3 separate regions of the Mus musculus genome follow, and all the other regions are linked to region 3. The links are chromatin contacts, called in public promoter capture Hi-C maps. All regions are on one chromosome and are shown on one strand. Each heading gives the region's core, a stretch centred on a gene start, on an enhancer-like site or on the middle of the called end of the contact. The rest is flanking DNA. Distances are from core to core; before and after follow the strand shown. Region 1 holds the start of Lum (lumican). Region 2 holds the start of Dcn (decorin). Region 3 has its middle 49 kb from the start of Gm40746.

Region 1 (4,814 bases), core at 1,071-3,570, 1.4 Mb before region 3:
CCCTAATCCAGAAGAAAGGACACTTAGAAGACAACAGGAAATTCCTCCGTATATTCTGCCATCAACATCATTAAAATGTCTCATTAGAGAGATCCTAAGTGGGTGCAGGGGCAATCTGTGGTTTTGCCCTGAGGCAAACTGCTCTTGCTGCTTGTGAGGTAGAAGAGGCAATAAGCGCATTCCTTTCAAGGGGCCTTGTTATTGTTGTGGATTCTGGGGAAAGGGGGTTGAATTCTTAGATGGATGTTTACATTATTTGCAGCTTAACATCCCCTGCTTTAAAATCCATTGGAAGCTGTATCTGAAGCTAGTATTTAGTAAATTAATTTTAGAAGAACAAATATTTACCCAACAGGGAAACGTCAGACAGTGTTGGCTTTTATATCCAAACCAAAAAGGATACCAATTATACGAAAATAACCTTCTCTCCAACTTTAAAAGCTAAGTCCTTCTCCATTTTAAATCATGAGTTCATCTTCTTTGTGCCAACTGTAAGGTAACATGATTTGCTAATGCAGATTTTAGTGCCTTCAGAAAGTGGAGGCAGGAGAAGGCAGGGAATAAAAGACAAAACAAAAATAAAATAATAGTGATGTTGGCTTCATGAAATGTGTGCTGAGAGTGTAAGTTCAAAAAATTTCCTGGTAGTTATTTTCACATAACATATTTCTAAGATGAGATTCAACAATGATTCGAAATTCAGAGAAAAGCTAGCCATTTGCATAAAAGAAGGCTAGAACTTAAGAGTTGGGAATCACAGAATGCATTGTAAGAAAGCCCATGTTCCTGTGAGTGAAACAACATGAAGAGAATCCACATTCAATTACACCCTGCATTGCATGATATTTCATGCAAATAATATGAGACAAGCATTTGCATCAGGTAATTTGGAGGAAGTAGAAGTTGGGAGACCATGCATTTTAAATATATATGCTTTGCTTTAGCTTAGAATCATGACAGACTTCAGGAAAAGAAACATTGAAAAAGATTTTATGAAAGATACACTTGAAATTCTAACCTCAGATACAGTCACAATGCTAATAAATTATGCCCTTGCCCATGATTCTGATGGGAATTTTTAATTGAATAGTTAGGATTTGCCCTGCCTAGCACTAGGAACACAGTAACAGTACATAATCACATAAATGAATCTGTTGATTCATTTAAGTTTTGACTTTTTAAATGGAATATGCATACTAACAAAAATTTATTCCACAGTTTTGGCAAAGTAAAACTTAACAGTCTGAAATCAAAGCAACCTTGTGAACATACAATGCCTCCTCTGTGAGGGTAAGTCATACATTCGGCCCCTACTTTTTTAAATACCTCTGGTCATGAAAGAAATGCTTTTCTGCAAAAATGTAAATTGTTTCCCAGAAACTTTTAAAAACATGTACCTTAAGGTGTATATCCAAAACCACAGATCTTTAAAATGAGCAAAACACGGAGAAGTGATCCACACAAGTAACTGAGTCCTCCTGCTAACATTTTATAACCCAGAATGTTTATTGCGACCTGTAACAACATATTTTATTGCAAAACCCCTTGACTGCTGCTGGTGGTAGTGGCCTTTTTCTGTCTCAATACTAGATTTCAACATTATAACAATATGTAGCTAATTAGCATAGATAACATTTTAATTTCTGTACGTTTTTGAGTGTCTAACTTTTTTTTTTTTTTTCATTGCAACCTTGGAACGTTTTAAATTTCCCTTGCCAATCAGTCTGGCATACAGAGTGAAATTAATCCAATAGTGATGGAAAGTATAATAGGTAAAATGTGAAAATAAATGTTCAAAACTGTCATTGAATAGCAAATTGGCAAAATTCCTCTAGATCTTTTTTTTTCCTGTTCCTGTTAAAATTAAACACTGTCCCCAAGACTCAGCATCCCCTGGGGTATAGTAAGAAAAAAAAAAAAAAAAAAAGCACTTACCTTACTCTCTTGACACTGTTTCCGTTAATTTCTTAAACAGGCACACTGTGAACAAGAATCCACTAACATATGCTGTGAACTCTGTCAGGGTGGGACTGGCTGCCAGAGTCTCAGTGATACAAGAGCTGAGGAGCGTGGGGGGTGGGGGGGGGGGACCAGCCCAATCACGCCAGCCTCTGGATGAAGTTATGTCACTGTGGGCTCTTGTGGTGTTGCCTCTGAGCAAGCTTCTCTCTAACGAAGTGCAGGTGGACAAAACAGACCCTTCCACTCTGGAATCGGGGTTGGGGGAAGAGAGAGAGACAGAGAGAGAAGTACTTTACTGGATTAAACCCCTAAGAATCGAGCTTGCTACAAATGAGGCAGTTCGGTGTGAGAGGGTTTCTGCTGCAAACTTCTGAACTTCTGCATGTGTGGTGGCGGTGAACTGTGATCTGCTCAGCCAAGTCTTGTGCTCCTGTAAAGACCTCATAAATCACAAACAGAGCAAAGAATCTCAGGAAAATGCAAATGAGCACACGCAAAGGAACTGAGTCTTTTTTTTTTTTTTTTTTTTTTTTTGGCCACCCCTCTTGGATTACTTATTTGATTCACTTGGGTTAGCTTGCTCTTTGTCCTAAGGATGCATTCATTTCTGTACTGTGAGCAGCGCTTCATATACACGTTGAGACAACTGATAGGGTGAATGTCTTCTTTAGCTTGTCATGTTGAGGAAACTCTTTCTCATGTTCTTCAGATCTGGAACCACTCAGCCAAGGTCTGACCTGTTTTTCATTTGTGGATTTCCTCAGGAACTCACTCAAAACCCTACTTGAAGATTATATTCTATACTTTAAAGCCAAAAAAAGCAGAACAAAGATAACATAAATATATCCTAAAAATATCACAAGTCACTAATCTTTTTCATTCTGTTACCAGACTATTCTGACTTTTTTTCCAAGGTGGAAGGCACCCAAAGTTGTGGTCTGTCCAAAGGCCTGGCTTGATAGAGTGTTCTAACTCACTTTCTGGTATGTAATGTAGCAAATGAGTAATTTATTCAAGCCCTTATTGCTTTAATTACTTGAGAAGATTATATATATTTATAGGGTATATTTTTATTTTAAAATATTCACTTTCTATTTTTTAATTAGATATTTTTAAATTACATTTCAAATGCTATATCAAAAGTTCCCTATATCCTCCCCCAGCCCTGCTCCCCTACCCACCCACTCCCACTTCTTAGCCCTGATGTTCCCCTATACTGGGGCATATAAAGTTTGCAAGACCAAGGGGCCTCTCTTCCCAGTGATGGCCGACTAGGCCATCTTCTGCTACATATGCAGCTAGAGACATGAGCTCTGGGTACTGGTTAGTTCATATTGCTGTTCCTCCTAGAGGGTTCAGACCCCTTCAGCTGCTTGGGTACTTTCTCTAGCTCCTCCATTGTGGGTCCTGTATTCCATCCAATAGATGACTGTGAGCATCCACTTCTGTATTTGCCAGACACTGGCATAGCCTCACAAGAGACAGCTATATCAGGGTCCTTTCAACAAAATTTTGCTGGCATAGGCTATAGTGTCTGCATTTGGTGGCTGATTATGGGATGGATCCCCGAGTGGGGCAGTCTCTGGATGGTCCAGTCTTTCATCTTAGCTCCAAACTTTGCCTCTGTAACTCCTTCCATGGGTGTTTTGTTCCCTATTCTATAAAACTCTTAGAGCAAGCTGTTTCAGTATAGGTTCTACATTTTAGTTATTTTCCTTTAAAGATAGCTTGAGACACAGCTCAGTTGGTACAGCGTAGCATTAATAAAGAAATGGGTTCAATCTCCAGCATCAGATAAACTAGATGTGATAACACACAGAGGTAGGTAATTCCAGTGCTTGAAGGGTAGGGACGGGAAGAGCAGGAATTTAAGTTCATCCTCAACTACATAGTGTATTGAATCCTGCCTGGGATTCATGAGACCCCCATCTCAACATAACAATGTAAATGAAACAAAAATCAGAGTACATATCCAGTGTTTCAAATGTTAATAGTGAGACCTGAGAGGGGTACAAGTCAATAATCATGACCTTATTCACCTGGAAAGTTCACACTAGTATAAATGCCTTACATTCATTGCATATATGGAATTCAAGTTTTAAAAATATGTGAATACATATTTATACAATGTATATATGACATGAGATGTAGGGAAGACCGTTTTTAGAGGAAGGTAGCCAATGGGACTTTTGAAAGACAAAAGATGGTTTTATCCTTGCTTGAAACTGACAGAATCGAAAGATTTTTAAGTGTGATTTATTGTTATAACTATTACTATTAATAAAAATAATTATTATTATTTATAAGAATATTGTGGTGAAAGACCCACAACGTGAGGACTCCCCCACGTTCTGACTCAGGAGAGGCGACACCCCAAAATCACCCACAAGAAACGGGTCTTGCTGCAAATTGCAAGAGGATTTTTATTCAAGAGCGCTCTCGGGCCCATGGTCATACACCACGCAGGGGTAGAGGACCGTGGCGCCCCGAGTAGCTGGGTAAGGGGGTATTTAAAGGAAGAAACCGAAACTCAAGGAAGTGGGGAGGGCGTTGTTGAAAGATACCAAAGATACCAGTTAAGAGTCACAAGGAAGTGTAAAGTTACAAGAGTCACAAGGAATACCTGGTAATTGTTAACTCTCAAGACAGCTTCTAAGAGCCTCTAACAATAGCACATTTGCATTGCAGGTTCTGGGTGACTTTCTTTGAATGAGCACTCTTTGAACCCAGGAAGCGGGTGGGTAGAGGAATGTCGCTATCTCTTTTATGATTAGCATACCTTTACAAAGGCCACATTCCCAAGCCTGGGCCTAAAGGCCTAGAATTCTGTTTTTACATTGTTATACTTTCAG
Region 2 (4,555 bases), core at 1,531-4,030, 1.3 Mb before region 3:
CATCAGTTTATTAATAACACAGTGCATTCTGCTGGCTCCAAGAAACCAAACAAGTCTGATGTCTTAGAGCCCAAATTGTATATTCACAGCAAATTTCTAGTTATTTGGATATTAATTAAAGATAACTCAAAATGAACAATCAAAAGAGATCAAGCCACCTATTTTTTGAACGGACATGGCTTAAGATCCCTCTTCAGCTCTTAGAAGTCATCCTCAACCATTGAAGGCATCACTTTCAGACTCGTGATCTCAAGAAGAGCTGCATCTCTGCAAATATGTTGGATTTACTCGCTACTATGTTTCCATATAACAATACACAGAATGTATAGCCTTGAAGCTTTTTCCAAAAACACTAGGAAATACACACACACACAAGTTAAAAAAAAAAAAAACTCCACACATTCATTTTTAATTTACATCTAATACTGCAGTATGTCTAAAACAGAATACTCCATACATAATTGTGATTTCTCAATTTAAAAAAAAATCATAAAGATTGTGATTCATCCAACCTCCCCAAGTTCAAGGGCAAGTGTCCTCTAGTAACCCAATCCCACTCAGCTGCTCTTAAAGGGAGGTTATTGTTTAGGGATGTTTATTTGGATTGCAGTAAAGGAGAAGACTGCTTCACATTAAAATAGAATGTTTATGGTTTACCACAAGTTTGCTGGACTTGCATATTTAATGCCTTGTAATTTTAGGAGAAGAAAAGAAATGAAACAACGTAATCTCAGATTTAATAAGAATAAGGAGCATTTCTGGAGATGTCTCTTTGTCATCTACGCTCCAAAGCAGACATGCCTGGTGACTTCCCTATCAACCCTAAAAAGGAAATGTTGAGCCCAGGCTCTGAGGAACACCATCTTTCTTTATATGTGTTTACCTTGTTAAAATAGGACAAATTCTCTGCTCAATCTTCCTTTAGACTAAAGCCTGATACAGCCAGACTGCATACCACTTCATTAATACCCTCTCTCTCTCTCTTTCTCTCTCATGTGTGTATGTGTGTATATGTGCAAGTGTGCATGCATATATGCATGTTTTTGAACTCTGTTATCCTAAAAAAATGCTTATAAATTTTCTTCCAGTTCTCCCATGAAATTTCTTTTAAAATATTTTTTATACTACTCAAAGATCCAGCGTGTTTAGAGCAATTAACTTAAGAGAAATCTTAAGAGTCACTGGTCCTCAACATTTCTTCAGTGTTTTTTTTTTTGTTTGTTTGTTTTGTTTTTTTGTTTGTTTGTTTTTTTTTCCTTTTGTTATAAATGGCAACTAGAACAACAAAAAACAATTTACAAACGAACAGGTTGTGACTGAAGCAACACTATATCTTGTAGAAACTGTTCCTCTCAAATATTTGTAAAGCCATTTTTCCACTAAAAAGAGTTGTTTAAGTTCCGAAATGTCTCACCAAAAGTAATCTGTCTGGCCCCAAAACAATCTTTCTTTATTTACTTAGCTATTTCATCCAGGTTAACTTTTGTATAAACATACTTATACTGTTGTTAGGTGTTTCAGAGTTAAAACTTAACACGTATGTATGAAGTGAATCTGTAAATCCCTCATTTTAAGGTGAATTTAAAACTTCAGTAACAATAGGAATAATTAAAATACAAGCAATAAAAATACATTTGTCCACAAACAAGAACTACAATAAAACCTATGTTTCTTTTGGAGAGGTCTGCTAAAATAAGCAGCTGCAGGAAGAAAAAGCCACAGGCACAGAGATCACTGGAGTCACACACTGGGGCACACGTAACCAGTGGTCCTCTGCTTACTCTGCTTTAAGTTAAAATGAGAATCAACCCCCACCCTCACCTCATAGTGAATGCACCTCATAAGAAAGGTTAATTTGCATCGAAAATATTGACAGAAACATTTATAACCAAAGAGCTCTGCAGCTGTATTATCTCAGATCTTTAACATCATAAATATTTCCTGTGTTCCTTTTCACCTTTCTGGTAATAATTCCTATTCATTTCTGGTGTTGCAGAAGTAGGCATTATATTTCTACAGCCAGAGACTTGTCTTGCTGATGTTTTAAAGATTGTGAAGTATGCAAGAACACAGCACGAGAAGAAACCCTTAAATACCTAATTTAGGCACAAGCAATATGCTAGTTACGAATGCTTTTCTGCTGACAGTTTATAAAGAGCAAAGCATTTCATCAGTACAAACACAAAACTACCAATATAGACAAGTCATGGTGTTAGGTTACAAGTTTTTAATAAGCATATTTGCAAGAACAGAAGCAAGAGCACAAAACCAATGCATTCAAACAGTTTTGCCTTTTTGTTTGTTTGTTTTACCGAGTACTTAACTTCTGTTTTCAAGCAATTCATTTCTAACGTTGTCTAAAGATTACTAAAAGTTTAGCACAGCTTCCTTCTCGTTCCTTTTTCTCACCAGATATTTTCTTCTGCCCTCCACTTGACAGAAGCTTTATTAGCCTGTAGCAGAGTTCAGGACAATTATTGAAAGCCATACCTTTTAATCCGGGTATTTGCCACAGGAGCCCTCAAAGCTGCGATGTAATTAACACTAACTATGCAGCCCAGGCAAAAGGGTTTGCAGGTGTGGAAAGAAGGAGGAGGGGGTGGTGCTGCCCTGTGACTGTCACTGGGTTGAAAACCTCCTGCTTCTACTCCATAGCACAGTTAAGAACTAAGGTTTCACTGCGTGAGCGCATCCAGCTGACACCCACATTAGATCATATGGTAATGATACGTCTCTTGTATTGTAGCCAGAAACTTTATCGGCCCCCTTCTCCCTCCCCCTCCACATTTGCTTTATCCCTTTGCATCCGCCCAGCATTCCAAACTGCTTTTGTAGTCTAGTGGAGCAACTTGATTTGAAATTTGTCTTTTTTTTTTTTTTCTAAAAGATTGTAACTGAAGAATTTGTCTCCCCACCCCCAACCCCATTCCAGTCTCCACCCTTTCCAGTCTTGTTTGTAAGTAGTATTTATTATCCTTCTGAAATGACTTTTTTCCCCCTTGCTTTGGAGATGTGTGGGTCTGGAAAATGGAATGGCATTAATCCTAAAGCTTTTTTAAATGTGGTCTGCAGAGAAGACTAATTAGACTTCCATAGAATTACTCCTGGGCTCTGAAGTTCAAGTGCTCTGGAGTTCTCTGTGCATTTTGAATGCATTTCTATGGTGTTCTGGGACAAAGCCAGAATTTAATCTGGAAAATATGTTGTTTATTATTTTCATTACCTACGGCTTCAAAAACTTCCTTACTGTCTATTCTTTGCTGCTGTTGTTGAATAAAACACATAGAAACTAGACACTGATTACAATAAGATTTAGTTTGTAAGTAAAGAAAAAAATAATAATTTTTATAGATGGGTCCCTTATGTAATTAGGACTTTCTGTGGCTCTTTTTAAATTTCAGTAAATAGGCAGGGGGAGGAGAAGAAAGTGCAAATTGAGTAACATGTTTATTCAGGCAGTGAAGAAAGTTTTTGGAGATTTTATAATTCCATCTCTGGATGCTGTGGGTTGCTCTGTTTGCCTTCCCAGGTTCTGACTCGCATTTTTCTGCTCAGGCCTCCAGGCTCTGATCAGGTGGGGACTTGAAGCCACCATCTATGAAAAAGGAGGAGATTCCCCCTATCCTTCCTTTACCCACCTAAGTGCATGCTTTGACAGGAAATATTTTTTTATTTTTATGGAGCTGGAAGGAATTAAATTCTTGAGAGGGAATCTGAGGGAGGGGGAGGATGTAGCTAGACTTATTTTGACTTCTTTCCCAAGTCTAACTGCCTGTCTTTTAACCTCTCCCTCCACACACTCCATTCTTGCAGAGTCGAAGCATGCTGAGTGATTCTGTTGAGTCCAAGTGTTCGCTGACATTGGTGTAAGGAACATGCCCTTTCTTCTGGCACTAATTGACTTTCTCCTCTGAATGTTGCTTGTATTTATAAGTTTCTTCTGACATGCGATAACTCCTTGCTCATTGCCTCACTCCCAGAAAACACACATAGTCCCTCTAACACAGTTACTATAGTCATTGTCTTTCTTAATCGATGATTTGTTTCTTAGCAACACTGAACTTCACTCTAGTGAGTCAGGACAAATTGTGGCAGCAGTCATTGCCTAATGTAGAATAAGACAGGAGATGAAAGCAAAGAAATAGGAAAGAAAAGTAGAATAAAGTTGGCAAGAGGAAACAAAAGATGCATATAAATTAGTTTGAATTTTTACTGGTGGGGCTGTTAGGTTTAAAGTTCATATCTGGGTTCTTCCCTTTGATGACAGGTTTAGGAATTAAAGCAACTCCCCTAACCTCCCCAAGCTTCAGTCTCTGCACCTGTGGAATACATAGAAAACGTAACTCAGTGGTTAGTCTTAGATGGAGCTTGAAAGCAGACAATGTATAGAACAAATTTATTTCAACTTACTTTCAGTATAAGTGCGCCATAAATATTACTTTCCATTATTTTCTGGTGTGTTATATAGTTTACAATTGAACTAGCCAAGAAGAGTTGCTCCTCCTGTTTTGAAAATATAAAAATTGAGAACCAGTGACCTCTCCCTGCCCATGAA
Region 3 (4,536 bases), core at 461-2,960:
TATTCATGCCCATTTTTCAGATGAAAGAACTTGGGTTGAGGAACAGGCTTTGTGAGATGGGTCCAAACTCTTGACATTGCAACATGACTTTCTCATCTAGAAAGTTCATCCTTGAGAACTACATAACTATGTTATTTTTGAGAAAATTCTCATGTTTTAAGTAAATGCATAATTTTGTGCTGGGCCACATTAAGTTATCCTGGGATGCATGTGGCACATGGGTGAGTTAGAGATAGCTGCAGGGCCGAAGTCATAAAGCCAGAAACTAGCTGACTGGATTTCAAACAAAAGCATGAAGGCTCCTCATGCCAGCCTATGTGCAGACAACTCAGGCATCTGGGTAGAGTGATTCCCCAAATCTTTAAAATGAAACTGGCCCTGAAGACTCTTCCTAAGACAAGCAGTCATGAGTGTGAATCTTGCCACTTATCTTGAAAAGCATGATTCTCTCTGGTTGCTATCTACTTCAAAAAGACTTAAAAATATACAAATAAAAATATTTTTATTTATTAATTTGTTTATTTATTTATTTATTTATTTTTCCCATTTTTTATTAGGTATTTAGCTCATTTACATTTCCAATGCTATACCAAAAGTCCCCCATACCCACCCACCCCCTACCCACCCACTCCCCCTTTTTGGCCCTGGCGTTCCCCTGTACTGGGGCATATAAAGTTTGCCTGTCCAATGGGCCTCTCTTTCCAGTGATGGCCGACTAGGCCATCTTTTGATACATATGCAGCTAGAGTCAAGAGCTCCGGGGTACTGGTTAGTTGATAATGTTGTTCCTCCTATAGGGTTGCAGACCCCTTTAGCTCCTTGGCTACTTTCTCTAGCTCCTCCATTGGGAGCCCTGTGATCCATCCATTAGCTGACTGTGAGCATCCACTTCTGTGTTTGCTAGGCCCCGGCATAGTCTCACAAGAGACAGCTACATCTGGGTAAAAATATTTTTGTTCCATCAACCTTATGCATATTTTTTTTACATTCCTAGACTGGCAAGATTTCTCTTTGTCTATAGATCTGCCCTCTTGGAAAGTCTTCCTCCCTCCTGTGACATGGAAGGATCTTGGTCTTTTTTTTTTTCTTAGTTGGAAGCAAAGAAAGCAAAGTACTGAAGAAACAGCTTGCATCACCAAACACCTAAAGATACATCATGAATTTATACCTTTAATATATCTTACAGCCTGCAAGACAGAAACTGGGTAAGCCTTCCCATGCATAAGGAAGTGTGTCTGGGGATATTGGGTACTGCACTTAATGTCATGTATGCAGAGAGTTGATCCTTTTCCTTTCTCCCTAATTTGTCTGTCTTTCCCTCCTTTTGTTCTCTCAGAAAGCCCACCACTTCAGAAAGTCTAAAGAGATAGGGGCTTATGAGAGTCAGATAAAAAATATTTTGAAAGGGATAGTCATGCATTTCCTGGCTTTGGAGAGGTCTTGGTGGTGTGCTCTTAGATGTTGTGATATTAGTTAGGATCAACACCCTGCCATTGGGCATGGGGTCTCTGGAATCTTCACTCCTGGGTGTAGCTGGAGGAGAATGCGTTCTGTGTGTCTGTAACCAGAAAGGGTAGAATGCTAAAGCCGGTCTAATTAAGGCCAGTCTGCCTGTCCATGACTGTCTGTCAGACTTGAGTCTGGCCTGCCTAGTGCAGTGGAAACAAGTGGGTTTTTTTTTTTTTCCTCCTTTTTCCTCATGTTTTAACTGTGTGAGGTTACAGTGCCACCATGTGGATCCTCCGGTGTGAACCTGGATAATGAAGCTGGGGCTACAAAAGTGGTCACAGGCAACCTAAAAGACTTGGGAACAGGGACAGAAAGAGAAACCCGGTTTTTGAAAAGACACCGTGGTTCGTCAGGAAAAACAGAAGTCACGTCGGTCGGTCAAAAGATAATTTACATTCGTGAGCACCGCTTGGAGCCAAACAGACGCTAGTTGAAACTTACCAAACTGTCTTTACAGCCTCAGTTGCCTTGTCTGTGTAACGGGCACTGTAGTAGCTCCTCTAGGCTGCCGTTAGAATCAAAAGGCAGTGCACACAAAGTGCTCTCTGCCTGCCATGTCTGGTTGTTATGACTGAGCTAAGAAAGGAACTTCACAGCCTTATGCTGAACCGCAGTCCCGTGCTAGGACTCTCGACATTTTGCCCATGGTTTTACCTTGATTTAAGCCTTAACCATTTCACCTTCCCCTGCCTTTGACATGTGAGCTTTGCAGCAGTCAAATTTCAAATCATGTATTTCAAATCATGTTTCCATCATCTTGTAGCTTTGTAGCCTTGGGATATTTAAACCTTCTGAGCTGGGAAGCTGTGTGGTGATGCTGGCCCTTTGTTCCAGCATCCAGGGTATGGAAGCAAGAGGCTACCCTCTTGTTCAAGGATATTCTCTGCTAGATAGTTAGTTAGACTCCAGTATGGACTCACAAGACCCTGCCTGGGGAAAATAAAAATAGGGAACAACAAAATCCTGAGTCCTGGTTTCCTTGTCTGTAAAATGGGGTTAAGAACCTGTTACAGAGGGAACTAGAGCTCGGGCACTCGAAGCTTCGGATGCAGTAACTTCAATGGTCATCAGTCTGCGCCCATCACTGTTACGGTCATGACTACACTACAGGACAGCACAGCCTCACCTTGACCTCCAAGTAACAAAACCTTTAAGTTCACCTTAACATCAAAGAGCGATTGAGGAACTAGACAGGAAGCAACTTCTGTGGTCTATTTACCTACACACCTCAATGTTGAGGTTCTGTGGTTTTTATAAGGTTATCTTCTCAAGGCTAAAAGTGCAGCTATGAACAGTTTACACCTCAGTGTTTTCAGTATTAAAGTGTATTTCATAGTCAAGGTTAATAGTGCCATGTGTTAGTAGCACACACCTTTAATCCCAGTACTCAGGAGGCAGAGGCAGATGGATCTCTGAGTTTGAGACCAGCCTGGTCTACATATAGAGTTCCAGGACAGCCAGGGCTACCTAGACAAACCCTGTCTTGAAAAGCAAACAAACAGAAAACAGAACAAAACAGTTACTACTCTGATGTCTTTAATTTATTTTACATGTCTTCATCTTCTGAGGCCCCAAATCCAGTCCTTTCAAATCAAGCAAAATCTTAGAACTAATGAACAGATTTAGACTTGATGAAGACAAAAACTCAATCGTATCCATCACCGCAAACTCTGAAAGTCTAGATTTGCCGTGACACCTGAGTGGTCCTAGCCAGGATAACACAAACGCAAAACCACGGTGATCTTAGCTCTAAGCTTTAACACCTCCAGCTATTCGGGGGGGGGGGGTCCCCAAAATGTTTCATAAGCCTCCTCCACTTCTGATCCCCACCACTATGCTTAAGCCACAGTCTCATAACTACCTCCTTGGACTGACAGCAACCTGCTGCACTTTCCCCACCAGGCTATAGGCAGCCCTGCAACCAGAGGGGCCCCAGGCATCTCCCACACCTGCCCCCTTCCCTGCCTCACTCCTTAAATATCCCCAACCTCAGTAAATATCCTCATTGCTGCTTCCATTAAAATATAAAAAGCACAGATCTCCTGAGAGCATTTAGAGCACTGGAGTCCTGGCTAGGTCTAGAAACTATAATCTATAATAATAAATATGCATATATATGTATAATATAGATATTTATTATATACGATATGTTTTTTTAAGTTTTATTTATTTTTTGTATGTGAGTGCATTGTATCTGTCTTCAGACACACCAGAAGAGGGCATCAGATCCCACTACAGATGGTTGTGAGCCACCATGTGATGCTGGGAATTGAACTCAGGACCTCTGGAAGAGTAGTCAGTGCTCTTAACCACTGAGCCATCTCTCCAGCCCCTTATTTTTTATTTTATATGTCTTTATATGTAATATATATCTTTATTATACATGTATAAGATTTATATCTTTATATATAATATATTTATATGTGTTTAAAGATAATCTTATACATGTATCTTAAAGAAACGTAAATACACTGTATTCTTTATATATCTTTATATTATCCATTGTAATGTATAGTTATAATATCTATAATTACATAATATATAATTATACATAATATATTACATACATAAATATAAACAATATAACTATATAATAATATATAGTATATAATACATTATACAACTATATTATTTATGTTTTTATATGTTCATAAGGTATATAAATATATATTCTTTATTTTAACTTTATACAATATATATTAAAGAAAAATCATCTCTTTATTCTAAAAATATATTTCTTAGGATTTCCTTAAGTAGCTGATTTTTAATACGCTTAGGAGAGAAATGGAGTCCACAGGTTACAGTATCTACAGCCAACCTGTCACCCAGTATGGCTATAATACTAAAAGCACTCATCCAATCCAACCCATGTCATCCAGACAGATGGGCAAAAATATATGGAACCTATGGACAAGCTACTGATGTCAGCTGTACTCAGGGTCAGACCACTGTCACCTATGTGCAGACTATGGACAGCCCCCCACAGCTGATACTGTTCAACAGAACACAGGCATACAGCCAGCCTGC

Evidence for each region. Promoter capture Hi-C pulls out the DNA fragments that hold promoters and counts their contacts.
Region 1: a contact with region 3 is called in a promoter capture Hi-C map of embryonic stem cells, with 7 times the contacts expected there. The contact joins the promoter of Lum here to the enhancer-like site in region 3. A contact is called at or near these places in 7 of 39 promoter capture datasets (the 3T3-L1 cell line, the C10 cell line, cranial neural crest and 4 more), 1 of 484 Hi-C or Micro-C datasets (embryonic fibroblasts) and 1 of 9 other capture datasets (liver).
Region 2: a contact with region 3 is called in a promoter capture Hi-C map of hippocampal neurons, with 4 times the contacts expected there. The contact joins the promoter of Dcn here to the enhancer-like site in region 3. A contact is called at or near these places in 6 of 39 promoter capture datasets (the 3T3-L1 cell line, cranial neural crest, hippocampal neurons and 3 more) and 1 of 9 other capture datasets (liver).

Annotation. Positions count from the first base shown.
Region 1 is chr10:97,563,007-97,567,820 of GRCm38.p6, reverse strand. It overlaps Lum (lumican), which reads right to left and starts at 2,320. Exons shown (of 3, transcript NM_008524.2): 1 at 1,936-2,320.
Region 2 is chr10:97,477,725-97,482,279 of GRCm38.p6, reverse strand. Dcn (decorin) reads right to left here and starts at 2,780. Exons shown (of 8, transcript NM_001190451.2): 1 at 2,491-2,780.
Region 3 is chr10:96,129,500-96,134,035 of GRCm38.p6, reverse strand. It overlaps the pseudogene Gm48425. Among named protein-coding and RNA genes, the nearest start is that of Gm40746, 49 kb to the left of the region's middle. Within about 2 kb of position 1,710, at least 52 of the 459 cell types and tissues checked have an H3K27ac peak or open chromatin away from gene starts, as enhancers often do.